Regions from separate parts of the Mus musculus genome. Here region 2 is linked to region 1. A link is a contact called in public HiCAR-type data. All regions are on one chromosome and are shown on one strand. The core of a region is the stretch at or near the end of the contact, and the rest is flanking DNA. Distances in the headings are between cores, read along the strand shown. Region 1 has its middle 46 kb from the start of Larp1. Region 2 holds the start of H2bu2 (H2B.U histone 2).

Region 1 (6,643 bases), core at 2,842-5,341:
ACTTTTGAGAGCTCACTTTAGCTGGGGCTGTGCCTCTGAAAACAAAGCCATATCTGTTAACATATCTGGCTTAACGTGTCGGTCACGCCAGGAGCAGCTGTGCACACCCTGAGAAGCTCCCAGCAAGAAGGAACACCATCAATGTGGTCAGCTCTGTGATCTCACAGCACACCGCCCTACCCAGCCCTGCTTTTATTCTCTGCCAGGGGAACATGAATGTGTTTCCCGTTCTTCTTTTTATTTTTATTTTTTTTTTAAGATTTATTTATTATTATATGTAAGTACACTGTAGCTGTCTTCAGACACACCAGAAGAGGGAGTCAGATCTTGTTACGGATGGTTGTGAGCCACCATGTGGTTGCTGGGATTTGAACTCTGGACCTTTGGAAGAGCAGTCAGGTGCTCTTACCCACTGAGCCATCTCACCAGCCCTCTTCTTTTTATTTTTATATTTATTTATTTATTTTTTTGTTTTGGTTTTTCGAGACAGGGTTTCTCTGTTTCTGCTGTCCTGGAACTCACTTTGTAGACCAGGCTGGCCTCGAACTCATAAATCCGCCTGCCTCTGCTTCCCGAGTGCTGGGATTAAAGGTGTGCACCATCACTGCCCGGCCTTCTTTATTTTTTCAAATTAATTAATTAATTAATTAATTAATTAATTAATTATTTTTGCAGCTACAAAGTGTTCTTATGTATAATAATAAATAAATCTTTGGGCTGGAGCAAGCAGGGACTGAGCAAGCAGGCTGACCAGAGCGAGCAGGGTTGATCAAAGCCCAACAACCACATGAAGGCTCACAACCATCCCATCGGTACAGCAACAGTGTTCTCATATACATAAATACATAAATCATAAAAAGAGAAAGAAAGAAAAAAAAGAAAGAAAGAGAGAGAGAGAGAAAAAGAAAAGAAGGGAAAAGTCACTGGTGGTGGTAGGAGGGGAAGTGTGCACCTTAACCCCAGCAATTGGGAGGCAGAGGCAGGCAGATCCCTGGTCTACAGAGCAAGTTCTAGGACAGCCAGGGCTACACAGAGAAACCCTGTCTCAAAAACCAACCAAGCAAGCAAATAAACAAACCAAGTCACAGTGCCCTTCTTTAGGACAGGCTCACACAGTAGAGCACCTGCTGCTAAGCTTGAGGACAACCTGGCACCATCCCCAGGATCCACACGGTGGGAGGCGAGAACCACATATCATGTGATACATAAATAAATGCATTTTTTTTTCAAAGTTGAAGATGAACCTAGGTCCCCATGCATACAGGGCAAATACTCTGCTATTGAGCTATATTTCTAGTCTCAGAATCAATACTTTATTTTTGTTTTTACTCATATGGGTGTTTTGCCTGTAGACTGTATACTTTTTTTCCCCTCCTCTGAGGCAGTGTTTCTCTGTGTAACCCTAGCTGTCCTGAAACTCACTCCGTAGACCAGGCTGTCCATGAACTCAGGGGGTCTGGGTATTTCTCGACTGCCTGTTTCCCTTGGAGGGCAGAGAGAGAATTGGATCCCCTGGGACTGGAGTTACAGACATTGTGTAACTGGAGTTACAAACACATTGTGTTTGCTGTGTGGGTGCTAGGAATTGAAGTCAGGCCTTCTAGAAGAGCAGAAGGTGCTCTTAACCACTGAGCAATCCTGCCTCCCACTCCAATCAGTATCTTGAACAAGTTCGTTCCTCTCTGACAACTTGTTGGCATCCACTGACTTGTTCTGCCAATGAGGTCATTCCCAAGGAGCCCCAGTGATTTGTTGTTGTTTGTCTTTCTTCTTTGAGCTAGGGTCTCATGTAGTCCAGGCTAGCCTCAAACTCACTATGCAGCCAATGACCACGAACTTCTAAGCCCCCTGCTTTTACCTCGCAAGAGCTAGGATGATAGGGACCACCACACCCCACTCTGGAGAGGAGCAGTCAGATGAACCCACTTAATGGGGAGACTCATATGGCAATGAGGTCTCCAGGGCCCTTTTCCAGACAGGCACCCTGGGTTCCTCCCTTCATTTTACAACCCTACACTTCTCTCCGGAAGAAATTGCCTGTGCAACTCTCTCCTTCCAGAGAGGGCCCAGCCAGCGAGCTCAGGAATTATTCATTGAATTCTCAGGTTTCTTATTAGTACAGTAATGGGTTCCTGGGACTGTGGAGTCAGCACGCCAGGGGAATTCACTCAGGCTTTGGAAGTGCAGCAGCAAAGCAGGTTTCTGTCAATTGCTTCTTTCTTTCTGAGCATTCTTCTCTCTCTCTCTCTCTCTCTCTTCAAAACAGGATTTCTCCTCTGTAGCCCTGGCTGTCCTGGTACTCTGTCTCTCTCTAGACCAGGCTGGTCTCAAACTCAGAGATTCGCCTACCTCTGCCTCCCAAATCCTGGGACTAAAGGTGTGTGCCACCACTGCTTCCCATAACTCTCTTGCTTAACCTGTATTGAAATATCTTTACCAACCCCAGCTCTCTGTAAAAAATTATTTCCCCCCATAAACAGGTGAGACCACTAAATGTCAGGTAAAATGTGTGTATGTGTGCACATTAGCTGATCCTTAGCACAGTGGCTAGATGAGTCAGGTTCATAGATGGTATATGTAAGCCAGCCTTGGTACATGCCTGTGGCTTGGCATTTGGGAGGTGGAGACAAGACCTTTGAAAGTTCTGAAACAGCCTGGCCTGTCTGTAGCTGGGGGTTCTAGGCTTGCTACATAGTAAGACCCCCATGTCTAATAAAACAACAAGAAGGTGGCGTGCGCCACCACCGCCCGGCAACAAATAATTGTAAAAGTAATAATAAATAAAATTAAAAATAAGGAACTCTCACTTAAAGATCCTACTAGATGCCGGACGTGGTGGCGCACGCCACCTTTAATCCCAGCACTTGGGAGGCAGAGGCAGGCGGATTTCTGAGTTCGAGGCCAGCCTGGTCTACAAAGTGAGTTCCAGGACAGCCAGGACTACACAGAGAAACCCTGTTTCGAAAAAACAAAACAAAAAAAGAAAAAAAAAAAAGATCCTACCAGGAGACACCTGTTCAGTCTTATTATTTCTCTGAAATAATTCACTTTGTTTCCAGTTGAATGGGTGAGAATAGGCAGAGGGTAGAGTTGGCTGGCTCTTCATGCCAGGACACACCCTCCACCTCCCCACCCCCCACCCCGGGCCAGCCACTCTGCACCAGAGTCCAGGAACCCAGGGCCTCACCACCCTAGTCTAAGGCCGCACTGCACAACTTCAGCATTTGGAGGCTGGAAACCACCCCACCCTACTACCTCAGCACCTGCTTCTTCCAAGATGAGAAGGGTTCCACATCCAATGCCAAGTAAAACAGCCATTGTCTGTGCAGCCCTGAGACCACAGTCTGGATCCGGAGATGATGATCATGAACCAGCCAGTGACGGCCACATCGATGGTCAGTTTACGCGCCCTTCTTTCGTCTTTCTCAGTCTTGTCTCCACTGCTACTGCAAGGAAAAGTGTGGGAAGCAGCTACCTCGTGCTGGCTCCCTACCCTCTTCTAGAAATACACCTGAAACTGTTCTGTCCTCTAGGTTAATTATGGAACCAAACTATTTCACAATTGGGGCTCACTGTAACTCCCCTCATCAATTTCTGCCACCCATTTTTGTCTTCAATTTATATAGGAAAGGAGGCAGCCCCGCGTGATGGCACAGTCCTGTAATCCCAGCACTTGGGAGGTGAACACGCCCCCCACTCCAGGGGGTGCGGAGCGAAACCGAAAACAGGCTACCTTTATTGGAATTGGGAATGTAATTTTCTCTACTAAATATATGTTAATACTGGCAACTGGTCACACTGTATGGAGCAAAGATGAGGTGCAGACCGTATGTGTCCATGAGCTTCCTAGGTGCAATGCCTGTCCTGGACAACCGCTCACGTTCCGTTTGCACTCTGGTAGATCCATCCTGCGTAGGAGATCTTCCAGAGAACATATTAAAGCAGCCTTAGCAGGGGCGAGTCGGGGCGATGGCCAGCCCCAGGACAATGCTGTGACTGAGCCCCCGCTGAATTTCCCGCTCTGCTAGCCGCTCTCTGGGGCTAGAGAGCGATGACTCAGCCCGAGCCGAGGATTGGGGATAGGGGTGGAGAACCGAAGGAACGAAAGCGAAACCAGAGGGCACGGGGAGTAGGGGAGGAAGGACAACAGGACTCCTAGATCAGGAAGCTAACCTAGGCAGGAAAACCTAGAGAGAGGGCACGAAGAGAGCTGCAGGGGTGCTGGGTACCACACCTCATCTACATTCATCTACATTCATCCGCATCCCCGCCGTGTGCACGCGCCGCCCGTGGCCACACCCCCCAGCCGCACTGCCTTTGTCAGGGTGGATTGGGCCTGCTTGGATAATCATCCGCTGCAGAGGCCTGGGGAATCTGGCCTGAGCCTGAGTCTAGAGAAGGGTAGACTCAGCCGGGTTCCCAGGGGCGGGCGGACAGGCCGAGACGGTTTACCCTGCGCACCACAGATGGGAACTGAAAGCCAAACAGATCTGCCTCCTGGCTGAATCTGGAAGGCACTGGCGAAGTTTTCACAGAAATTTTTTTGTAATGTAGATGAATGGGTTTGAGAACAGCCTGGTCTACACAGTTCCAGGTTAGCTAGAGACCCTGCCTCAAAATGAAATATAAAGTAGGAAAATTAAAAGCAAACAAACAAAATCCTTAAGGCCAGGTGTATGCCTTCAGTAGGGACAGTTTGGTCTACAGGGCAGAGGCAGGAAGATTGCTGGGAATTTGAGGCCAGGTTGGGCTACATTGTAATATGAGTTAAAAAAATAATAATAACAAAAAGATGAAAATGTATCTAGGAACCATAGCGTTTTGTGAATCTAGTTATTGATTTTTTTTTCCAGACAAGGTTTCTTTGTGTAGCCTTGGCTGACCTCGAACTCGCAGAGACCTTTTGTGAGTTCTGTCTCTCAAGTATTGGTATTAAATCATCACCATCATCACCATCATCATTATCATCGGTGTTTTGTTTGGATATATTTGTATGTGTCCCTTGCATGTGTGCATGTGTGGTGCCTGCAGAGATCAGAAAAAAGCACGGAATTCTGCTGAGCTGGAGTTAAAGATGGATGTGAACTACTTATATGGGTTCTGGGAACTGAACCCTGGTCCTCTGGAAGAGCAGCCAGCGCTCTTACCTGCTGAGTCATCTCTCCAGCCCCTTATTTATTTATTTATTTATTTATTTATTTATTTATTTAAGACAGGGTCTCATATTTTTATATCGGCTGGGGGCTTTCACCTTGTAGCTGAAGATGACCTTGAATTCTAACACTCTAGTCTCCTCTCCAGTGCTGGGATTACAGGTTTGTGTTTGTTTTTGAGTTTGTGTAGCCCTGGCTTTCCGGGAACTGGCTCTGTAGACCAGGCTGGCCTTGAACTGAGATCTGCTTGCTTCTGCCCCCCTGAGTGCTGGGAGTACAGGTGTGCACCAGCACCCATCAGGGATTACAGGCTTGATGCCAGTTTGCTGTTTTCTTGGCTCATTTTGGCAGTCTTCCGTGGAGGATGAGGACACAGGCCCTCCCAGCTTTGGAGGAGCAGGAAGGTACACATGTTTTGCCCAAAGCACTCAGCATGCATATGTCAGCCTCAGAGCCCTTACCTTACTAAGGGGAGGCAGGAGGCCGATGGATAACTGCGCCTACCCATGTGATACATCCAGTAACGAGCAGTCGGGTCCGTAGGCGCCTTGCCCTCTTCTCTGCTTTCGCAGTGGGCCCCATCATTGAACTGGGGATTGAACTCAGCCCCTCGTGCAATCTCCCTCCCTAGCCTTTGCGCTGAAGATCTACCTGCATTTGATGATGCTTGACTTCTCAGAGTGTTCCACCCAAGCTACTTCCCCAGTTCCTAACCCAGTTTCTCTGAGCCCCTCCTCATGCCAGGAAACTTCCTACACCGTTTTCACACTTTCACAATCACCCTCCGACTCACAGTGGATTCCTGAGGTCAGCATTTGAGCCTGCTGGCTGTCTCTGGCCCATAGCTGTGCACTGTGCTATAAATGGCTTTCTTGGCTCAGTGGGGGAAAAAAAAAATAAAAAGGGTTAGAGTGTTGGGCTAAAGTAATTCCATTTTTAAGCTGTAGGATTTGTGCTTATGTGATTATATATTTAAGATGGAGTCTCTCTCTCTCTCTCTCTCTGTCTGTCTGTCTCTCTCTCTCTCTCTCTAGCCCTGACTGTCCTGGAGTTTCTGAAGGAGACCAGGCTGGCCTCGAACTCAGAAATCCTCCTGCCTTTGCCTCCCAAGTGCAGGAATTCTAAAGAAGTTTGTCACCATGTCCAGCATGATATCATTTTTGTAAATAAAACATCCTGGATGGGTGTGGAGGTCCATGCCTTTAATTCCAACATTTAGGAGGCAGAGGCAGTCAGATCTCTTGGTTTGCATAGTGAGTTGGGGGCCAACATGGCTATCTGATGAGACACTGAGAAAGAAAGAGTGAATGCATGAATATAGTTGGTTGTGACACTGAAAGACCCCTGTGCTCCAGAGCCTAAGGCAAGAGAGTATTTGGTTAAAGGCCAACGTGGCCTGAGCACCAGGACTCTGCCTCAAAAACAAAACCAAAAAAACAAAAACAAAAAAACCCCATAAACCTGGGCAGTGGTGGCCCATGGCAGGACTA
Region 2 (6,096 bases), core at 2,279-4,778, 990 kb before region 1:
GTTATCACAGAGAAAGGAGCTTCAGTTGAGGAAATGCCTCCATGAGATCCAACTGTAAGGCATTTTCTCAATTAGTGATCAAGGGGGAAAGGCCCTTGTGGATGGGACCATCTCTGGGCTGGTAGTCTTAGGTTATATAAGAGAGCATGCTGAGAAAGCCAGGGGAAGCAAGCCAGTAAGGAACATCCCTCCATGGCCTCTGCATCAGCTCCTGCTCCCTGACCTGCTTGAGTTCCAGTCCTGACTTCTTTCAGTGATGAACAGCAGTTTGGAAATGTAAGCGGAATAAACTCTTTCTTCCCTACTTGCTTCTTGGTCATGATGTTTGTGCAGGAAGAGAAACCCTAACTAAATCAGGAGGGGTTAGCTGGAGACTCAAACCTCAGACCTCTAGGCTTAGCCAAGGTTCTCCACTGAGATGCAGCTCAGTCCCTTTTGTCCGACTGCCCGGATTATTATTTCAAATTCATTCCTGGGCACAGACAGTCAGTGTGTGGCGTATAAACGACTTTCCTTTGATCTCTCTTAAGAAGACAGAAATAAACAGATAGAACAAGAAATAATAGATAGAAATAAGGGCATCTTGTCATGCTTGCCTTATCCAATACATTTGCTCCTTAGCTATGATGGAAAACGTGAACTCTGATCCACCATCAGAAGCGAGGCCTGTCAACAGGTCTTTCACATTCTGTCTCTGTCTCTTTCTGTGTCTCTCTGTCTCTGCCTGTCTCTGTCTCGACTGCACTCTGTAGCCCAGACTGGTGTGGCGTTCAGAGTTCTCCCTTCTCTGCCTCCTGGGTGCTGTTATAAAAGGCACACACCACCACTGTTAGTATTTTTAATGGTCTCAAAAATAGAGGATTTGAAAGCCAGACATGGCATAGTCCTGTAACGGCAGCAGTTGGGAAAAGAGACAGGTGGATCTTTGTGTGCTCAAGGACAGTGTAGTGTGCATATCAGGTTCCAGGCTATCCAGAGCTTCATAATGAGACCCTGTCACCAAATAAAACAAACGGGATTTGCACTCAAAACGATGGAATGTGATTCTCTGCGCTGATGCCAAGTGACAGTCAAGGCCTCTGGGGCTTTTGGTATTACATACAGAGCTGCATGGCCAGCCCCTGGTGCCAACTATTCTTTTTTTTTTTTTTAATTTTAGCTATGAGTGGTTTTTCCTGTGTTTATGTGCACCGAATTTGTGCAGAAGTTAGAAGAGGTGCTCTTAGGAAGGAGTCAGATCCCTTGGAACCAGTGTAACTGATGCTTGTAAAGCCATCAGATGGATGCCAGGAACTGAACCAAGGTCCTTTACAATAGCAATACATATTCTTAACCCCAGAGCCATTTCTCCAGGCCTAAGTATCCAGTTTTAAAGGAGTATTTACAGTTGCTTCATCGAGACCCGGTACATTACAGTTATACTGTACTGGGTTTCAGTAAAATAGAACCTTTCCCTCCAGACAAAAGATGAGCCTAAACATCATTTAGTACCAAGGGGAGGAAAAAAAGCAATGAGCAAATCTAGCACACAATTTAATTAATTCTCTAGCAACGCATTTATAGTTGTCAGTAATGCAATGGATTTTTTCTTTTTTTTCTTTTTTTTAACAAAAGCTGGAAGTTCTGAATAAACTGCTCAGGTGTGTTATTTTGGCAGCCACAGCTCAGAATGGGGGATGATCTGTCCTTTTGTAGAATGTGAATTTTAAGGAGTAGATGAAGAAATGTAGAAATTTGTCTCTGCTGTTGAGATTTTATAATATAGAAAACTGAGAGCAACTGTATACAAAATCAATGTCTCTGGCTTCATGTTATAAGAGAAAAAAAAGCAATGGTCAGGTGAAACTGAACAACTGGAGAATGTCAGGAGCGTACAACAGATATTGGGAATCTACAATCATAAGAATCAGGGCAATGTACATGGCTCGTTCTCTGGGCCTGAAAAACTTAAGTGTTAGGTTGGGGGAGGTAGGGGATGAGGGATTTGCAGGCATTCAGTCTGAAACAATGAACTGGTTATTCCCCAGGCTCAACTACATGTTCAAGACCAATTTACTAATTATTAGGGAACCAACCAAGAATTTTGAGCGAGTGGAAAAAACTGTCTCTTTAAGAAGAAATTACCAATAGAAAGACTCGCCTTTCGTGTATGAGACAGTAAGAGGTTAAATGTTGACAAGTGAGTGGCTGTCGCTGGAGGTGGTGTGAGGAGGAAGACCGCCATTGTTCACCAGTGAAACCACTGTGTAATCGGAACCCGGGGCAAATAGTTCATGGAAGATGGGCTTCTCCGACATGCAGTGAAGAACCACTGATCTTTGATTTTTAGAGGACGAATAGTTTGTACTATTCTTGCAAGCCTCATTCATTTAATGCAACCTACACTGAATACAACGTACGTAGCCTTTTGTTATTTTAAGGGGTCTAATTAATTTTAAAGGATGTTTCACCATTTACTAGAGCTCTGTTAATATATTCACACATTTATATGACAGATACTCTCATACATACGCATACATTGAGATGAAACAAAAAGACCTTTCATTGTTTAAATACTTCTACGGATAAAATACCAGAATCTTCACCGGCGGGATTGTTGCTTAATTAGATCAGGTTGGAGAACAGGAGCTGTGCAGCCCACTGTTAGGCATTTTGAGCAGAATACAGTAGAAAACCTGCTTAAACTGTTTCTGGCCAGAAGATTTTAATTCTGGCAAGGGGATAGAGCAAGATGGCTCCAACAGCATCAGCGCTGAGCGCAGCACTCTGAGCCTCACACAGCACTCTGCAGGGGGAGGGGAATGGAGAGAAATCTTGTTGCTGACACAGCCTCCCTCCCACCCTCCCTCCCACCGCGCAATCCATACCAAATTTCCCCAGGAGCCATCTATTAAACTACGCTCTCTGTGGCCAAAATTGAACCAAATTTATTAATACCATTATGAACAAGAGGTATTATCTCAGGATCCCAAGGTCCAGTACAACACCCCCCTCCCCCCCGGCCCATCCCAATGTTCATCAAGTGAATGACAATCTTATTCAGGTAGCACGCTCCTTTTTTGAGCTTGGAAGGTGGCTCTGAAAAGAGCCTTTGGGTTGGGGGCGCTCTCGCCGCGCCTCACTTGGAGCTGGTGTATTTGGTGACTGCCTTGGTGCCCTCGGACACGGCATGCTTGGCCAGCTCCCCGGGCAGCAGCAGGCGCACGGCCGTCTGCACCTCGCGGGACGTGATGGTCGAGCGCTTGTTGTAATGCGCCAGGCGGGAGGCCTCGCTGGCGATGCGCTCGAAGATGTCATTGACGAACGAGTTCATGATGCCCATGGCCTTGGACGAGATGCCGGTGTCCGGATGCACCTGCTTCAGCACCTTGTACACGTAGATGGAGTAGCTCTCCTTGCGGCCCCGTTTGCGTTTCTTGCCATCCTTTTTCTGAGCCTTGGTGATGGCTTTCTTGGAGCCTTTCTTCGGGGCGGGAGTGGAGCGGGAAGGCTCCGGCATCCTGCTGCACTGGCTGCACCCAGACGAACAAGCAAACGGTGAAGGCAGGGTTATTTGTCATCTTTATATTTAAATGAAGGCTCCAAAGTACTCTTATCTGATTGGACAAATATAAAATGTTGTAACTAGGTTACCCCGCTTCTTCTTTCCTATTGGACAGTATCCCAACCAATCCGAAAGTGTATTGGCAGAGCAAGCTCAGGTGTCTTATCTTTGTCTGAACCCTTTGTTTCAACGGGTACGATTTAGCGTCTTCCCCGGCTGTGCATCGGGCTGTGAAGGAACGTTGCGGCTGGGTCTGATCCTTGTTGAGCTAAATCGCCAGCCATTTCTTTCTCACCCTCAGCTAATGAGGGAGAAGCTTGTTGCCTGCTTAGAGGAGGAAATGACAGCTTCTGACTTCCATTTGTTTCTAGTCAGTCTCCATCATTTCTATGAGGATTCATGACCAAATTCCAACAGTTAATTGGGAAATCTGAAAGCAAACTAAGGTTGTTTTACTGGAAGTGTGTGACTGGGTAGACTTTCATTTGGAGAAAGGTATGATACTTGGGACGCCCATCACGTCTGGAGCTGAAGCAAGGGTACCATAATTACAGGACGCTGCAGGTTAGGGAGGTTACGAAGCGCTCTATTTCTCGCGCGCGCGCGCTCACGCACACCATCCCTCCGCCCTGCCCTGCCCCCGCACGGTACTGAGAGAAAATAAAAAATGCTATATATTCTCATGGCTCACATTTCAGCATCTCTTGGAGAGCTGGCTTTATAAAAGCAAACTGTTAATGTCCTACCTTAATATACGCTGAGTGAGGATCTGAATATTACTGATTGACAAATCCTGGTCTGAAGGTCAGTTAGCTGCTATATCTGGGATAGGCAATCTACGTCCTTTGCATCTCCATTTCTTCATGTGATGATGTAATGCCTTTTAGATACTGTGAGTTCATGTAAGTAAAGAGGCTGGCAAGGTGCCCTGTGCATACTTGTGCGTAATTTCTATGAGCTCTATTCACGTCGACATGCATTTTTTTTATCTCTCACCGAAATACAGAGAGAATTATAATCTCTCACATAGAGATGTGGCTGTCGCTCAGGTGTCTGCGGGGTGAAAGATAATTTGGCACTTGGCAGATGCACAACCAATGCCTGGTGAAAGAACAAACCTGGAAGCCTATTCAGCTGGCTGCTGGTGCCTGGGATGTCTCAATGCTCAGAATCATGAATTCATTTGTCAACAACATACTCCTGGTTATCAGCAAGAGAAAATGCTTTCAAAGCAGCACTGTAAAAACAAAACAAAACAAAACAAAACAAAACAAAACAAAACAAAACAAAACAAAACAAAACAAAACAAAACAAGATGTAGAGCCTGGCAATGGTGGCCCACACCTTTAATCCCAACACGGGGGTGGAGGCCTGGGGGGTGCAGATGCAGGCAGGTCTCAGAGTTTGAGGCCAGCCTGGTCTACAGAAGGAGTTCCAGGACATCCAGGGGTACACAGAGAGACCCTGTCTTGAAAAACACGAACAAGAACAAGCAAGCAAACAAACAGAGAAAAATCACTTAGGGGAAAAAAAAATTAAGGGTGTGTGTATGTGTGTGTGCGCTAACCCTCCTATACACTTAATGTAAAGAAACCTTGGGCTAAAATTTGCAACTACTGAGAGCCAAAAGGTTAATGTTAGAAATATCTATAAATTAGAGAAAATTTACAAATTGTTTAAGAATATGAATAGGAAAGGGAAATTTGAAAAAATAACACTACTATCAAACTGACATAAAAGAGATGCTCATTAAAACAATGGTAAATGTCTCACCTACTAAAATCGTAGTGGCCTGAGCAGCCTAGTGCACGCAAAAACACTGCCCTACACTGAAAAAACGCTGAGGAAATCTGGAAAAATATACCAAGGTTCTCTAAGCTATGCCAGAAACCCCACTGTTGTAGTCTCCCCAAGCAACAATCATGCTTGCAAGCGAAAGTGAGCATTCAGCTTCATAAAAAAAAAAATATATATATAAAGAGACGAAGCTCAACCATGAAAGATATACAGTAGAATCAACTGGGTCTCACTTTTACAATGGAGTTTGATTCTAATACCTTTAAAGTCTTGACTGGGCAGTGCTGGCACATGTATTTAATCCCAGCACTTAGGAGGCAGATGCAGGTCGATCTGAGTTTGAGACCAGCCTGGTCTACAGAGCAAGTTCCAGGACAGCTGGTGCTACACCAATAAACCTGTCTCAAAAAACCAAAACAAAAAACAAAAAACAAAAAACAAAAAAACAAACAAACCAAAAGAAACAAAACCAAGAAAAAGGGCAGGGCCTCTGGTAGCTCATCCAGCCTTGCATATCTGATCCATAGTCTTGCTTCCTTCTCCAGTGGTTGAGATAGCAGCTAACCTCACCTGGCTCATTAAATGATGTTTTAAAGGCTATTTAACAAGTGAAAATAATACAAAACTTGATAATAAGTACAACTGCATGAGGTGTCCCTTGAAGTGACATGGACATCAAAGTCACTTTCCACCCACCTCGGCAGTGTGTTATTGTGTGTCCACACTGTGTTCAAAGTGGACAAAACCCTGTCTCA

Evidence for each region. HiCAR-type assays count read pairs that join an accessible place to other places.
Region 2: a contact with region 1 is called in a HiCAR-type map of astrocytes, with 3 times the contacts expected there. The contact joins the promoter of H2bu2 here to the enhancer-like site in region 1. A contact is called at or near these places in 3 of 39 promoter capture datasets (hippocampal neurons, pre-B cells and stem cell-derived epiblast-like cells), 2 of 115 datasets of contacts at active chromatin or transcription factors (astrocytes and forebrain) and 1 of 9 other capture datasets (embryonic stem cells).

Annotation. Positions count from the first base shown.
Region 1 is chr11:57,960,214-57,966,856 of GRCm38.p6, reverse strand. No RefSeq gene overlaps it. Among named protein-coding and RNA genes, the nearest start is that of Larp1, 46 kb to the left of the region's middle. Within about 2 kb of position 4,091, at least 400 of the 459 cell types and tissues checked have an H3K27ac peak or open chromatin away from gene starts, as enhancers often do. A contact at or near this core is called in astrocytes, embryonic stem cells, forebrain and 3 more, where this site is marked.
Region 2 is chr11:58,946,343-58,952,438 of GRCm38.p6, reverse strand. It overlaps H2bu2 (H2B.U histone 2), which reads right to left and starts at 3,528. Exons shown (of 1, transcript NM_030082.4): 1 at 3,067-3,528. The coding sequence starts at 3,499. The coding sequence ends at 3,119. Gm51864 (a long non-coding RNA gene) reads left to right here and starts at 1,684. Exons shown (of 2, transcript XR_003949558.1): 1 at 1,684-2,395.